Regions from separate parts of the Dromaius novaehollandiae genome. Here region 2 is linked to region 1. The links are chromatin contacts, called in public Hi-C maps. All regions are on one chromosome and are shown on one strand. The core of a region is the stretch at or near the end of the contact, and the rest is flanking DNA. Distances in the headings are between cores, read along the strand shown.

What was found. A called contact is a pair of places that touch in the nucleus more often than the background predicts.
Region 2: a contact with region 1 is called in a Hi-C map of liver, with 9 times the contacts expected there. The contact joins the promoter of TARBP1 here to the promoter of B3GALNT2 in region 1. A contact is called at or near these places in 2 of 4 Hi-C or Micro-C datasets (brain and liver).

The regions. Positions count from the first base shown.
Region 1 is chr3:79,191,710-79,198,414 of bDroNov1.hap1, forward strand. It overlaps B3GALNT2 (beta-1,3-N-acetylgalactosaminyltransferase 2), which reads left to right and starts at 4,302. Exons shown (of 11, transcript XM_026109892.2): 1 at 4,302-4,565. The coding sequence starts at 4,463.
Region 2 is chr3:79,698,555-79,705,603 of bDroNov1.hap1, forward strand. It overlaps TARBP1 (TAR (HIV-1) RNA binding protein 1), which reads left to right and starts at 3,943. Exons shown (of 30, transcript XM_064509242.1): 1 at 3,943-4,787; 2 at 5,481-5,578; 3 at 6,524-6,593. The coding sequence starts at 3,962.

The DNA of each region.
Region 1 (6,705 bases), core at 3,052-5,551:
TCTTCCATTTGGGAAAATAAGCAAAATCCATTTCTCCTAACAATCCTAAGGAAGGAAAGAAAAGGACTGATAATTCCCTAACTTCCTAAATGCATAGAGTGAATCTGTTCAGGTAATGAACCCTGGGAAAAACTAAGAGTAACATTTCCCACACGCCTAGGATGCAAACTTGCAACCCTTTAAACTAAACTAAAACCACTTTTACCCTGACTTGTAACCTCTTTGAATGTATTTTCTTTAAATAACTGAAGGCACAATGACATTGTGAAATGTGAGATATCAGCATTACCGGAAGGTGTGGAAAAAGCTTAGCCTCAAATACCAAAATGGAATCTCTCACCGCTCCTTCCTTTGCTTTCAAATGGAGCACACACATCAATAATAAAACATACAACTCCTTGGGGATAAGATCCGTTAAAATCCATGCAGCTTTACTGTGCTGCTTCTTCTTGTCTGTTGCTAAGCGTCCTAAAAGAATCCCAGCCACCCAGTCAGGGCAGGTTTGTCTTTTCATAGTAGATATTTTAATGATTCTAAAATCTCCGGAAAAGTTTCATTGTTAAATGAATACATTGGCCAAGACTTTTCAAAAAGTGTGCCTAAAATCTTGAATCCATGTTTACATACTCAGATATTAACTTGCTTCCCCAAAATACTAGTCACTCCACAGCCCTCAAGAATGTGAAAGTGCTTCGTTAATGGAAATCTGCACTTCTGAAAACTAGGTGCCTACATGTCTGATCATCTCAAGATTTACACACAGGTGCACGCTTTCAATGTTATACACAATGTGAGAAGTACTGCTGCTTGCACCATTAGCAGACTATGAAGTTGGCAGTTTTAGGTCAAATCTCTGGCTTTAAAAATCTTGAAGAAAGTTTTACAGCAAATAAAGTAGAAAAATCATCCTTTGTGACTGAACTCTGTTTTTAATCATTTCCTGCATGACCAATAAAAATGCATATATATCATCCTTCTGTCCAGGATGCCCTGTTTCTAGAGTATAATGAATAAAACTAGGAACAATTTTCTCCTGTTTTGTATGTTATATAGTCCTTTATCCTTGAGCATGGTGAGTGCATGATTGGACAGACAGCAAGGTATTAAGGAACTGGGTCCTCTGTTTTATCTGCAGTAATATATCTATCCTGGACATGTTTATTAGTAAGATCCCCACCAGTTCACCTGGACTGGAATAAAGCTTAGGGAGAGAACCTGTTAACTATAAGGAATATAGGAAAATACAGAGTAATTTTAACAGTTGGACCAGTTTTCATTTCTGCAGCTGAATCTCCAAAAAGGCAAGTCAAATGGAAGTGGTGATTAATAACACTAACATTTTTGTCTCATTTTTTCCCCTAGTACTATTACTTGCTACCAAGTATACACTCACTTGTGTATTAAATATGTGTGTATGCAAACAAAATAAAGTTGATATATTTCCAACACATTTTCCTTTTGTTGTTTAAACCTAATATATAAAGGTTAAAATCATTTGTTTTCCTTGGAATATCTCACCCCAACTGACAAAAAAATAATCTTAACTAAACTGTGCAAAAGGACTTCAAACATTTTCCAATCACTTTTCACAGCTTGAGGATTTTCAAAACCCAATTTATTCTTTTCCTAAAAACTCAATCCTTTCATTCAATTATACTTTATATGTATCCAGTTCTATTACTAAATTAGGTGTTTCTGATAGAAAAGCATCAGCAAGCCATCATTTACACCTCATATTAACTTCTAGATTATACATTAACTCCTCAAAAGCACCTGATTATTTATGCACATCACTTTTTCAGACAGATTCACCGCACAGAAGGCCAAGGAAATATTTCTCTGCTATCTGTGTTCAAAAAGATCAGAGACAAGTAACTTCTCAAAGCGCCTACAATCTTACGCTAATCTTATCTAACCTCATTTAAACTCATAGCACTGCACTGCAGTGAGCAGTTTTGTGGATGGTCCCCTGCCCGCCTGGTCAGTCTAGAGCCTCCCAGCTACTGAAAGTGGTGGCTGTAGGCCAGATGCAAAATTGAGCTTGGATTATTCACATCTCATAACATACTTTCTCAAGAGCAAGAATGTTACTGTCATTTCTTGGCCATGCTGCAGTCATGACACTTTGATTTTCTAAAGTCCTCCTGTAATTTTAGTCAAATAACATATTCCACTTTTTGGAATAACATATTGTGCTCAGAAACACTTCTTATGTTTCTGAGTGCTATAATATTGTTGTAGTTCTTTGCCAAAGTGAAGCACTCTTAGTTTTATTGGATTAATAAAGGATTGTTCTGGGAAGTTATTTTTTTATTACACAATGACTTTTTAAGAGGGTCAGTCTGCAGATAATTGTAATGTCGCACAAATAAAGATTAACTAGGGAAGGTTTTTTTTCCCTAGTCCTTCGGAGCTACTATGAGCACAAGAATGAAAGTCAGAGAAAAAAAGCTACTGCTCTGTCTCTTAGGTTGTCTCTTATGTATGTCTATAATCAAAATAATAAAATATAAAATATAATATAATCTCTAATAATAATAATATATAATATAATCCATTATAATCAAAAGAAGTTCTATTCTGAGGTGTGACCAGTCTGCAGGACCTCAAGGCTACTTGGCCTTACAATCAATGGTAACAGGTTGGGAGGACCACCTGCTACCAGGGGATGACCAGAGTACAACATACTCTGACTAAAATGGCCATCCTTTAGCACTCTGTCTCTGCTTTAGCCCATTATGGCAGCCAGGATAGAGTTTCTCTATCAGGGCTACATCTGTTTTGAGATGTGGTCTTCAAGGACGCCTTCCATACAGTTCAAAGCCCTTCCTGCTTTCCATGGCACTAAGCAGAGGCACGGAGCTGAGAATGAAACATCCATATTCACCTTCTGGCTGTTTCACAGAGTTGTGAGTGACCACTGACGAATCACTTGACATCTCTGATCATTTACTCAGCTAAATAGCAGCAGAGCCTCTTCTCTGGCCCTTGGGATGGTACGGCATAGCTTGCATCTCTACACCTGAACTCTACCCCCCCCAGAACAGGGTGGTTGTATGGCCTCCTGGGGACAGTCCCCAGCCCATGCTATCCCTTGGGATGGTGTGTGTAAGTGCTGGTAGGCCAGGGCCAAAACTGCGTCAGGGATATCGGTGGCGTACCAGCAGTTAAACACTATGGACGGCTGTGCTTGCATTGGTGCCCTGGCTCTGTTCAGTTTACTGCTCCAGACGCAGCCTCCGTGTCTCAGTTCCCCTCTCTGTGGAAGGGGTAAAACAATGCCTAGTTTTCAGGGGTGTTGTAAAATATCAATAGCAGCAGAGGGAGCTGCTACCACAGAAAAAACAAGTGTTGGCGCTTCCATTTTATAGCAGTATTGTAGACATGTAAGGTGTCGCTGTTCTGGAGTCAAAGATTTGATTTGATACATGCTTGGCGTGTCCATGCATCTTATAAGGGATTGTGAGGACACCTAATCAGGAAATGGATTTAAATGTGCGCATTTCAGATTTCTGATTAAAAGGGAGTCCGAAAAGTAACAGGACAAGCAACTTTTCCACTGAGAAGGAAAGAACTGAAACAGTAATGTATTTATACCATTTGAGATGCACTCAGAGACATCCCCGATTAACCTTTTGGCATGGGGCATGAACAAAAACTGTTCTTGGAGCAGCAGAACTAGGGAAGTCAGGTGTCCTCCGCAGCCACATCCTTTCCCTGTGTGCTCCAGCCTCTCCTGCTCCCCGGGCTCCCCGACACTGGCCCGGCCTCGGGCCTGCCGCCTGGGGCTGCCAGTGCCGAGCAGGGCAGAGGCCCTTTGGAGCCCGCGGGCCACCGCCTCGGAGCGGGTTTGGAGGCGGTTGAGCAGCAGGTACCGAGGTTACAGGAGGCACCAGCGGATGGACACGGCGGTGCCACGCTGCCCCGGGACGCCAGCACACACACAGGCAGCTTCTGATCTGCTAAGTGACCCCGACGCAGCTAACTCCTGCCACGCGTTTCCTAGGTGCGTCGCTGCCTCACGGTCAGCTACCGGCACCGCGGAGAGAGGAAAGGGGGGGCCGGGCGCGGCGGGCACCGAGGCGCCCGCGCCCTCCCGGGAGCCGGGGCGGCGGCTCTCCGCCCCCCTCCCCGGCCCGGCCCGGCCCGGCTCCCCCTCCCGGGGCCGCAGCTCTCCGCCCCCCTCCCCGGCCCGGCCCGGCCCGGCCCGGCTCCCCCTCCCGGGGCAGCCCGCGCCGCCCCGCGGCATTGTGGGGGTTGTAGGCGGCCGCCGCCGCCGCCCGCGCTGCCGCCGCCCGCCGGGGCCGGGGCGGGACTGCAGTTCCCGGCGGCCGCGGGGCAGCGGAGCCCGGGCCGGGCCGGCCGAGCGGCGCGGGGAGGAGCTGCGGGCGGCCGAGTCGGCCCGTAGCCGCGGCGCGGCTGGGGGAGGCCGGCGTGGAGGGGACGGGGCTGGCTGCGGCCAATGCGAAATTGGCTGGTGCTGCTGTGCCCCTGTGCGGTCGGGGTCGCGCTGCACCTCTGGCTGCTGCTCAGCTGCCCCGGCGGCCCCGGGAGGCACCCGGCAGGTAGGAAAGAGGCGGGCGGCGGGGGCTGCGCGGGGCACCGGCACCCTCGGCGCGCACGGCTGCGGGGGCGGCGGGCGGGCTTCCTCCCTCCGGGAGCCTGGCGAGGAGGGGATGGTGGTCGTGGGGCCGGCGGGGCGGGGGGAAGCGGAAACGGATCGGGCTGTTCGGCCTCGGTCAGTTCGCGGGTCTCGGTGCGCGCGGGGTGTTTTTGCCGTGGGGAAGGGGCGAGGCGAAGCGGGCGGCGGCTGTTGGCGGGAGCGCCGCGGGCGCGCGCCGCTGCGCGGGGCGAAGGGGGGCCGTGGCCGTTAAACGGCTCGCGCGGTCCCTGGGCGGGGGGAGGGGCGGGCGGCCCCTGCGGCCGTTCCTGGCTCTGGGGGGCGCTTGCCGGCCGGCGGCGCCGCCGCCGCTGTGCGGGTCTGGGTGGTGGGAGGTGGTCTGCAGAGGGACAGGGCGTGAGGGGCCTGTCTGGGTTTATCGGGGAGAAAAAACAACAACAACAACAACAACAACAACAACAAACATTATAGAGAGCAGGAGAACAAGGCTGAGCTGCTGTTTTTAAACTGGAGGTGCTGTAATTCCGCCAAGGGATGGCAGAGAGTACGTTGGAACTTCCTTGGGCGGCAGCAGCTGCCTCCATCACAAGCGCCTCTGCACCAGGAGTGCAGTCTTGCTCCTACTGAGATGTGCGGTGGGAAAAAAATTTCGCTGACTTTTATTTGTGTGGGATCATACCCTATCCTATGAATAGCTTTTTGCACTTTGCTATGTATTAAAAATCCCTAAAGACATATGTTGCACTCCTCATAAAATGAGTTGTGTTTTTTAGGCCCCAAATCAGCTTAAGTGGTAGAAAACAGGCATCCATTGGAAGAGAAACCAACCAACTGTAGATACTGTTTGAGGACATTAAGAAATGTTCTTTTTACAGAGTGTCTAAAAATAAGCAGGAATTTTTTTTTTTTAACTGGAGACCTGCTTTGAACTTTGTCTAGAGACCCAGCAGTCTGTTCATTAGCAAAAACACACTTTATTACCAGTTCCTGTTACCTCTGCAGAACATACGCAACTGTGAGGAAACTGGAGTCTGTTTGCTGATTGCCAATGATAATTAATAATGCAGGTGTGAAAGGAGCAAGGTCAGTGAATTTGAGTAGTCTGAAAGCCACAGAGTTGTGCAGATGTCACTGTATTCTGGTAATTGCATAACAGATGAGTGGTAGTGGCACTTGAGTGATAAGAGAACACAAGTTACTATTATTAGCCTGAAATGCGTTCAAATTGTCTGGGTTGTTTTGTTCTTCATCTTTCATGGTGCCGTTCTTGTTAATTCAGTGCATTGATTTGCAATTTGAAGTAGCAATGTGGAATCTCATGATGACCTTCTCTACAGAGCCTTTTTTCTCCTAACATTCATTTTCTAAAGAAAATCCAGAAGAAAATCCACTGCGGGATGGAGGGGAGAAACATTCCTGTTTGCGATTTCAGTGTTACAAGCAGTTGTTATTGGACTTTGTGCTTATTATTGTGGAATTATATTGCATTCAGTAGTGTTAGGACAAGAATATATGTATTTTTTTAACACACTGTCTCTTTCTGGATTAAAAAAAAGTAAAAATGCATCCTGTTTGTGCAGAGGTTATGGAGTCATAACCCGTTGAGTAAGTGTTGATGTTGAGGGGAGAAAGACTGATGCTTCCTATAAAAAGATGACTTCTATCATCCTTAGGAAAATGCTCAATATTATACATCTACTGTCTCCTTATAGGTTGATCTTCATATGATAATTTAAAGAGTTTGCCTCCTAGCCTTTAGAAAGTATTGTGTAACATACAAGCTGTAGGTATGGCTGCCTTGGCAGCGTAAAGAAGGATGAGCTAAGGGACCTCTTTTATCTCTAATGTCTCATGTACTGTTTTTTTTTTATTTTTTGAAGTGTTTTAGGAACATTAATAAATTAGTATACAACAGAGTAAGAAATACCTCTATTTATTAAAATGCTTCTTGGACCTGAAACTATTCAAGAAGGTCTGGTACTACATGATAAAGCTAGTCTTGTTTCATTCAACTGAGTAACTTTGTTTTTTCTCCTGTTTAGTGCTTTTGCTGCTTTTTTATTATCTACTATCTGGAATCACTG
Region 2 (7,049 bases), core at 2,693-5,192, 510 kb after region 1:
CTTTATTGCAATTACTATTTTTCTTACCTGCTACTTACAGTAGTGCCACCAGGCACTACTGCTGTTGGACAACAGCCAATGCTTTCTGCTTTAGGAAATATATAGTCCAAATAGATGACAAGATATACATAGATAGGGGATCAGCTTATCTTTCCACATAGAAGGCAGTAGTCACAGACCATCAGCTGCCTACCCATTGTCAAAATTCGTGTTCGTGTCACAACAAAGGAACGTTTAGCAGATGAAAGAGGAAAATGAGGCGGGAGTTAGCATGAGGAAAAGCAAGAAGCATGAAGGTGCTTACCTGAAAGTCTAATAAGAATGGCAGCAGGGCTATAGAAGTCAGTATCTTGGTATTAGATAAGAGAATGGGGGAGGATAGACTGTAATGCGTCTGGAAAGGGAAAGTGAAAAGAAGCAGCATATGTTTGATACAGCATAGAAGAGAGAGCCAGCAGAGGGACATAAAGGGAGAGGTGGCAAGGTCAAAATAGCAGGCTAAGAAACAGACCATTGCAACAGCAAGATCTAATCAGGCTAAGATTGCTTTTGTTAAAGCCATGGAAGAGGATATTGATGTGGTAGGGTGACAGCCCAGACAATAACATTAAGTATGTGGGTAGATAGGAATGGGCCTATTTGGGGGAAATTCTGCAAATATAATTTGCAAGATTTAGGGTTTGTCTGTATTTCACAATGGAGTTTGGTGACAGAAACATGAGAGCTAGCTACTCAACAGGTACATGTGTGCAATAATAGTAGGCATACTATTAGACTGAAATATAAGAATCCCAGATGAAGTCAGTGTTGAAATTAACTTTCAGGTAATGGGACTGATGAGTCCTTGGTGATTGAAAAAGGGGTAAAGAGTAATTTGGCTGGAAAATAAGGACTTCTGCTGTAGCCTCTTAGAGTTTAAGCTGATGGTTTCATCTTGTGACCTCCTCAAAAGAAGTCAAAGAGATGAACTAAAGTTTTAGTTTTGATAGGTATGCGAGAGTTGCAAGAAGAAAGACAGATCTGGTCATAGTCCGCCTAGAGAAGTGGACTATGCGATTTTAGTTGAGAATACTCAGAGGTGGAGATGGGAAAGGAAAGCTGAGAAAGCAACAGGGAAATCAACAGTGGAGTCCTGGGGACCCGTTCACAGAAGGCAGGAGTGGAAGAAGATTTTGAACATATGAGGTAAAGAACATTTGAGTGGCAAGTGGATGGAGTTACAAAGCAAGGAATGACTGGAAGAAGATGATGCTGAAACTGGTTGAGGGTGGAATACTTGATTTCCCTTAAGCATAAACTTTGGTAAGAGCAGTTCTTGTTGACTGCAAGAAGCTGATCAGTGAGGGTCTGAAATGGAACTGGAGTAGATGAATTCCAGACTAGTTGTAAATGCGTAGTATGTTCAGAAATGAGAGGGAGGAGGAAGACAGGGCAGTAGCTGGAGAAACAGGCTGAATCGTGTTTTAAAATGGGAAAGCTAAGGGTTTAGAGCAGTGTAGAGGTGGGGGAATGAAACTGAGTGTGAGGGGATCAGGAGATAACAGCACAACCACCACGTAGAAATGTTGTGACCGGCTTTCTTGGCTATACATTAATTACTCCCTTTTTCAGTTTGAAGACTTCTGCTCCTAGCCCTCTTAGCAAAAGGGTTCATGGGCTTTAACTACAGCAAACTGACAAAAATAAGGCAGCCTTCTTTCCCTTTCTCATCTTTTGTAACTCTCTTTTCCTTGCTCCTGACAGATAGGCAGAAGTTTCTCTCTACAGCACCTTTCTAGTCCTTCCACTTCTGCTGATCTTGTCCAGCTTCACCTAGACTTAGAATATACCCGTATGTCTGCACCTGGGATCCTGATACAAACCTTTGCCATAGCACCCAGTCCCTTTTTCCTTTGTATGCTCCTCATTGCAAGTGCTGTCCTGCAATAAGATTCATGTAAGGGCCACACGGACTGCAGTTTGTTGCATGACAAAACTGGGGAAATCTAGAAGAGGGTATGAGTATATTTAATTACCAGGTAAGATTTATTGTAAGGAGCACACCTGTGCATTTCACTGTGGGCCCATTTTATGATGGGATAGGGATGTGCTGGGAAATCTTCTGTATGACTGCTTTTCAGAAATCTCCCCTGGACTTCTCCTGCACTCAGCAGGAGAGGAGAGAAAAGGGTATTGTTATGTACTGAGTCCCCCTCGAGACCTTACACTACACAGGCACGATCCCATGGACTCCAGTGGGGAAAGAATTGTGCTGCAGAGTCAGCTAAGCCCTCCTTTTTATGAATTGTGCCAAATTATCTGTAAATGTGCAGGTGGCAGTATGGGACTGTAAGAGTTTTCATGAGAAGAAAGATATTTTGTGTGATTCACGCCATCAAGACTAAACTTTTTAAACACATAATTTTGTCCTGGTGTCTAATAATCTAATGTTGTGGCTCAGCTCAACAGTGTCTTTATGGCAACTGTATGATATGTTTCCAAAATTGTACGTGGGTATTTCCAGGACTTATAACTGATTGTCTGTAGTTTATACTGCAGTTTTGTCTACAGTCCTTTTCCAATATGATCAACTGCTGGAATGATGATCCATTGGAATTGTCCGATTGTGTGGTCACAGGGAAAAAACATTTACATTGTAACAAATTTCTAAAAGTTTTGAGGAAGTAGGTAGCCAGGAAAGAGAGGGAGAATATATTCATGTGCTTTGGAGGGAAAGATCAAGTGGTAACTCTACCTGAAAACTTTCAGTAAGTATTTCTTTTTCATTAGACACCTAAGAAGATACTGTTTAGCCAAAGTAACTCCCATATCCATTGGAAACCATGTGCTACTGCTCAGGTAATTTCTGGTCCACTGCTTTGACAGGACCAAGTTTGACATTTTCTATGGCGGTGTTTTCTAGGAGAGTGGCTTGCAACCACTTCTGATATGTGATCCCTAAAATGTTTTCATGGGAGTTGTACAACCTGTATGGTGAATCAGTGACGCTTACTGGAAACCAGCTTGTTCCGCTTAGTTACCTTTTGGCTATACTAGTGGCTATAACTAGTAAATTAAACTGCCTTGGAGTGTTCTCTGGCTCGGACACAACCTGTCTGCATGCAGGGGAATGCGGGGACTAGCACAGATCCAGTGCCCAGAAATGCGTCCCACTGCTGTTTGAGGCAGACGCAGGGTGTGCAGGAAGATCTTTGGTATTCTGCAATGACAGTGCAGACAATTCTGACCAGCTAGAAAATGCCTATTTATATTGGCATAAATGACAAAAACAAGCATGACAGAACAGATCACTTTGTGTATCAGCTGCTGCTTGATCTTGTGTTGTACTGTGCACCAAATGTAAACAGGATTTCTGCGGTCACACATGTAGGAACTTCCGCCCCCTCAAACACAATACTGATAACTACACATCCGGGGTGCTTCTATCAGGCCCTCCTGTGCTCAGTGTCTGAGGGCACATAGCGTCAACCTTTGCTTAGCAACCAAGATGACTGGAAGCTTTCCTATGTGCATGTTTATATATCTGTATCTATATCTATATTTGTATCTATATCTGTGCAAGTGTACGTGGTATAAATTTGTAACATCACATAATCCCATGACCCCAGAAGCCAGAGCTCATGGCCCTTCCGAAGCTTGCGTGATGGCCACAAAACTCATGCAGCTTTTCCCCATAACCAGCCCGTGGGAACTGCCTGCCCCTCAGCTCGCTGCGCACCCTCCCTTTTGCCTGACCGGGCCGGGAGTGGCGACGCCCGCCGCCCGACTCCCCTCACCGCGACCCCTCAGCGGCGCAAAGCCCGCCGGGAGCGCGGGCGCCAGGCGGGAGCCAAATCCCAAAGGCCGCCACCGGCGCGCGCCACCCGCTGGCCGCGCAGGCATGGCGAGCCAGGGCGGCGCCTGCGTCCCGCCCCCTCCGCGCCTGCGCAGACGCCCCCCCCCCGCGCCGGCGGCCGGCAGGATGGAGGTGGTGCTGGCCGACGCGCTGCTCGCGCGGTGCGGGGACCCCTGCGCTCTGTTGCGCGCCATGTGCGCGCCGCTCTCGGCGGAGCGCGCCGAGGCGCTGCGCCTCCTCCTGCAGCGCCTGGCGGCGGGCGGCCCGCCGGGCGCGGGCGAGGCGGAGGCGCTGCGGCGGGCCGCCTGGGAGGTGGCGCTGGAGCGGTGCCGGCCGCTGCTGCGCGGCGGGGAGGCGGCGGGCGGCGCGGAGCGGCTGCGGCTGGCGCGGGCGGCGCGGGGGGCGCTGCGGCACTGCGTGCAGCTCTGCGGGGCGCCGCTGGCGGCGCGCCTGGCCCGCGACGCTCTGGCCGAGCTGGCGGTGGGTGGCGGGCCGGGCGCCGAGGCGGCGGTGGAGGCGCTGGTGGCGGCGGCGCCGCGGCTGGAGGAGCCGGCGCTGGTGGAGCAGTGCGTGGCGGCGGCGCTGGCGCTGTTGCGGGAGGAGGGCGAGGGCGAGGCGGCGGCGCTGGTGGCGGCGCGGCTGCTGCCGGCGCTGGGCGGCAACGGCGCGGCGCTGCGGCGGGTGTGGGAGGGGCTGGTGGGCGGTGGCGGTTGCGGCGGCCCCCCGCGGGCGGCGCGGGCGCTGCTGGCGCTGAGCGGCCTGGGCGAGGCGCTCTTCGGGGCGGCGGCGCTGGACGCGCGGCTCTGCCCGCGCTTCTGGCGAGTGGTGCAGGAGGGGCTGACGGAGCGCGACGGGCTGTGCCGCAAGAGGGGCCGCTACCTGCTGCAGCGTGCCGTGGACGCGGCGGCCAGCCAGCGCACCGAGCTGCGCTGCCCCCCGGACGGCGGAGACGGTACGGGGGGGCTGGGGGCGGGCGGCCGGCAGGGAGGGCCTGCGCGCGCCTCTGCGGCTGGCTGTGGCTTGAACCTGGGTGGTGGGGTGAAGCGGTTAGAGATGGCGTCTTGTACTCTTCTGTAAAATGAAGATATTGTTTTGCATGAGTCTTCTGAGGTTTTATTAATCTTTGGGGAGAGTTTAGTTTCACTGTTTTGATGCCTGAGTCGTCGTTTTAAGGCACAGAACAGTGAGAGATGCCATCCTACTCCGATGCTTAAAGTAATAAAAGTTGGTGTTGGTTCTTGCCAGTGCTGAGCACGGAGTTTGCACCTGGCGGGTTTCAGCCCCCCTGTTTTGAGGCAGTGGGTAAGAGGGGAGCTGAGCAGGGAATGCCGTAAATCCTGAGGAGTATTGTCGTGTTTTGCTTTTTAATCAAATGGGTTGACTCGGAAAAGGCAAGGGCAACTAAGTGCTACATGGAAATTATGAAAGGAAAGTTTTGTGGCCATACATTTCCATGTAGAGTTTTTTATGATGGACTTGCTAAGGCCAAGTTTTTTATTTCCTTGGCAATGAGGCAGGGGAAAAAACAAGGCTCACTCTCCATCTTAGACAGTCCATCTTTGCATTTAATCTTTTGCTTAAATACAATTCCTGTAGCGCTGTTTAAATAACCTTTTTCTTTTCCTTTTTAAAATTTTTTAATTAGATTCAAGTCTGTTTTGGTGGTCTGTTGAGAAGAATGAAAAACTTCTACAATTTTGGGAAACTTACATTTTGATAATGGAAACTTTGGAAGGAAACCAGGTAAGGGCACCTTAAAACCTCTGCTTACAGTTTATGTGATTTGTTATTTTTGGTACATACATTATAAATATTTATTTAGATAAAATCTATCTATTTGTAACAATTGAGGGTGTTTAAATATACATTAAGAAGCCTATTTTTTGATTTTAAATTAAGTTGTGAACATGGAATGTGGAATAAATTTGAAAAATCTGGAATAAATTTAGAACTCTCATCTATCTTAAACAATTCTCTTTAAAGCAGTAGGTTGAGTTAAGAAAGGAAAACCTGGATTGCAGCTTGTTGTAAGACCATGGGTACCTTACATCTTAGGGTCGTTGGGGAAAATCAGGCTGTTGCACTCAGTAACTTCTTTTCGGTAGAGGGCACTACATCCTTAAAGTAAAGCATTGTGGGGTCTTGGGTGAAAATGACATTGCTTGACTTAGCGTTGCTTGACTTAGTCCTGTGTTCTTGGCAGAAAATTTCCTGTTGACTTCAGGCCTGTATAACTGCATAGTATTATGGTAATAATTATCAGTTGTGACTTCCATTTTCAATTTATTTTATTTTATTTGTGTGTAATTGTCCTGTAACTAAGAGAAATAGCATTTACCAAAATGTTTAATTTTAGAGTTTTGTGCTCTTTTATTTGAAAGCCTCGTGTTGCATTTTCTATGAATAAAATCATTAGTTGTTAGGAAGTTGTGTTCCCATGACACAGTAGCATAAAAGTGTGGTTTTTTTCTTCAGTGCTAAACTAAGATCTTAACACACAAGTGTTACTTACCATATCCTAGGATCAGTTGCACAGGCATTGATTAGAGTATACTTATTTATTTAAATGCAGTTACATAACCGGTTAATATATTAAAGCTCTTCATAGTAAATTCTAGCCTGTGACTAAATGCTGGATTTTAGGTTTGAGATGTAAACCACTTATGTAATATCTGATTTGTATTGCAGATCCATGTCATAAAGCCAGTATTACCAAAGTTAAACAGCTTGTATGAGCATGCTATATCAGGGAAAAAAGGTAAGATATAACTCTTCTCAGACATTTTCTGAATATTAGACTATGAAGCCTGGCTTTTTATTTTCTTCGTAGTTTTAGTAGCAGCACTTTATGTTTTGTTTTTCACATCAGCTGTTTTCTGGGTAGCCATGCCATCATTTGAGAGTCTGCTCTGTGCATAGGTAGCTTGGCAAACATGCACAGGCAGGACCATTCTGGTCAGAGATGCAATATAACAAAAAACGCACAACAAGAAATCTTAACATATGACAGAATTACTTACTGCATTGTTATGAAGTATTTTTCTGTCAACTAAGACCAGCTAAATGGGTCTTTTTCCACTGTTTTTTTGTCTTTACTTGAGCTAATGTGAAAACAAATGAAACTAGAGATTCCTGGGCTAGGTCTTCTGAGCCAAGTTACCTGGACAACTCTGTGAAAGAAAAGAGAAAGGAGAAAAAAAAAAAAACCCAAAAA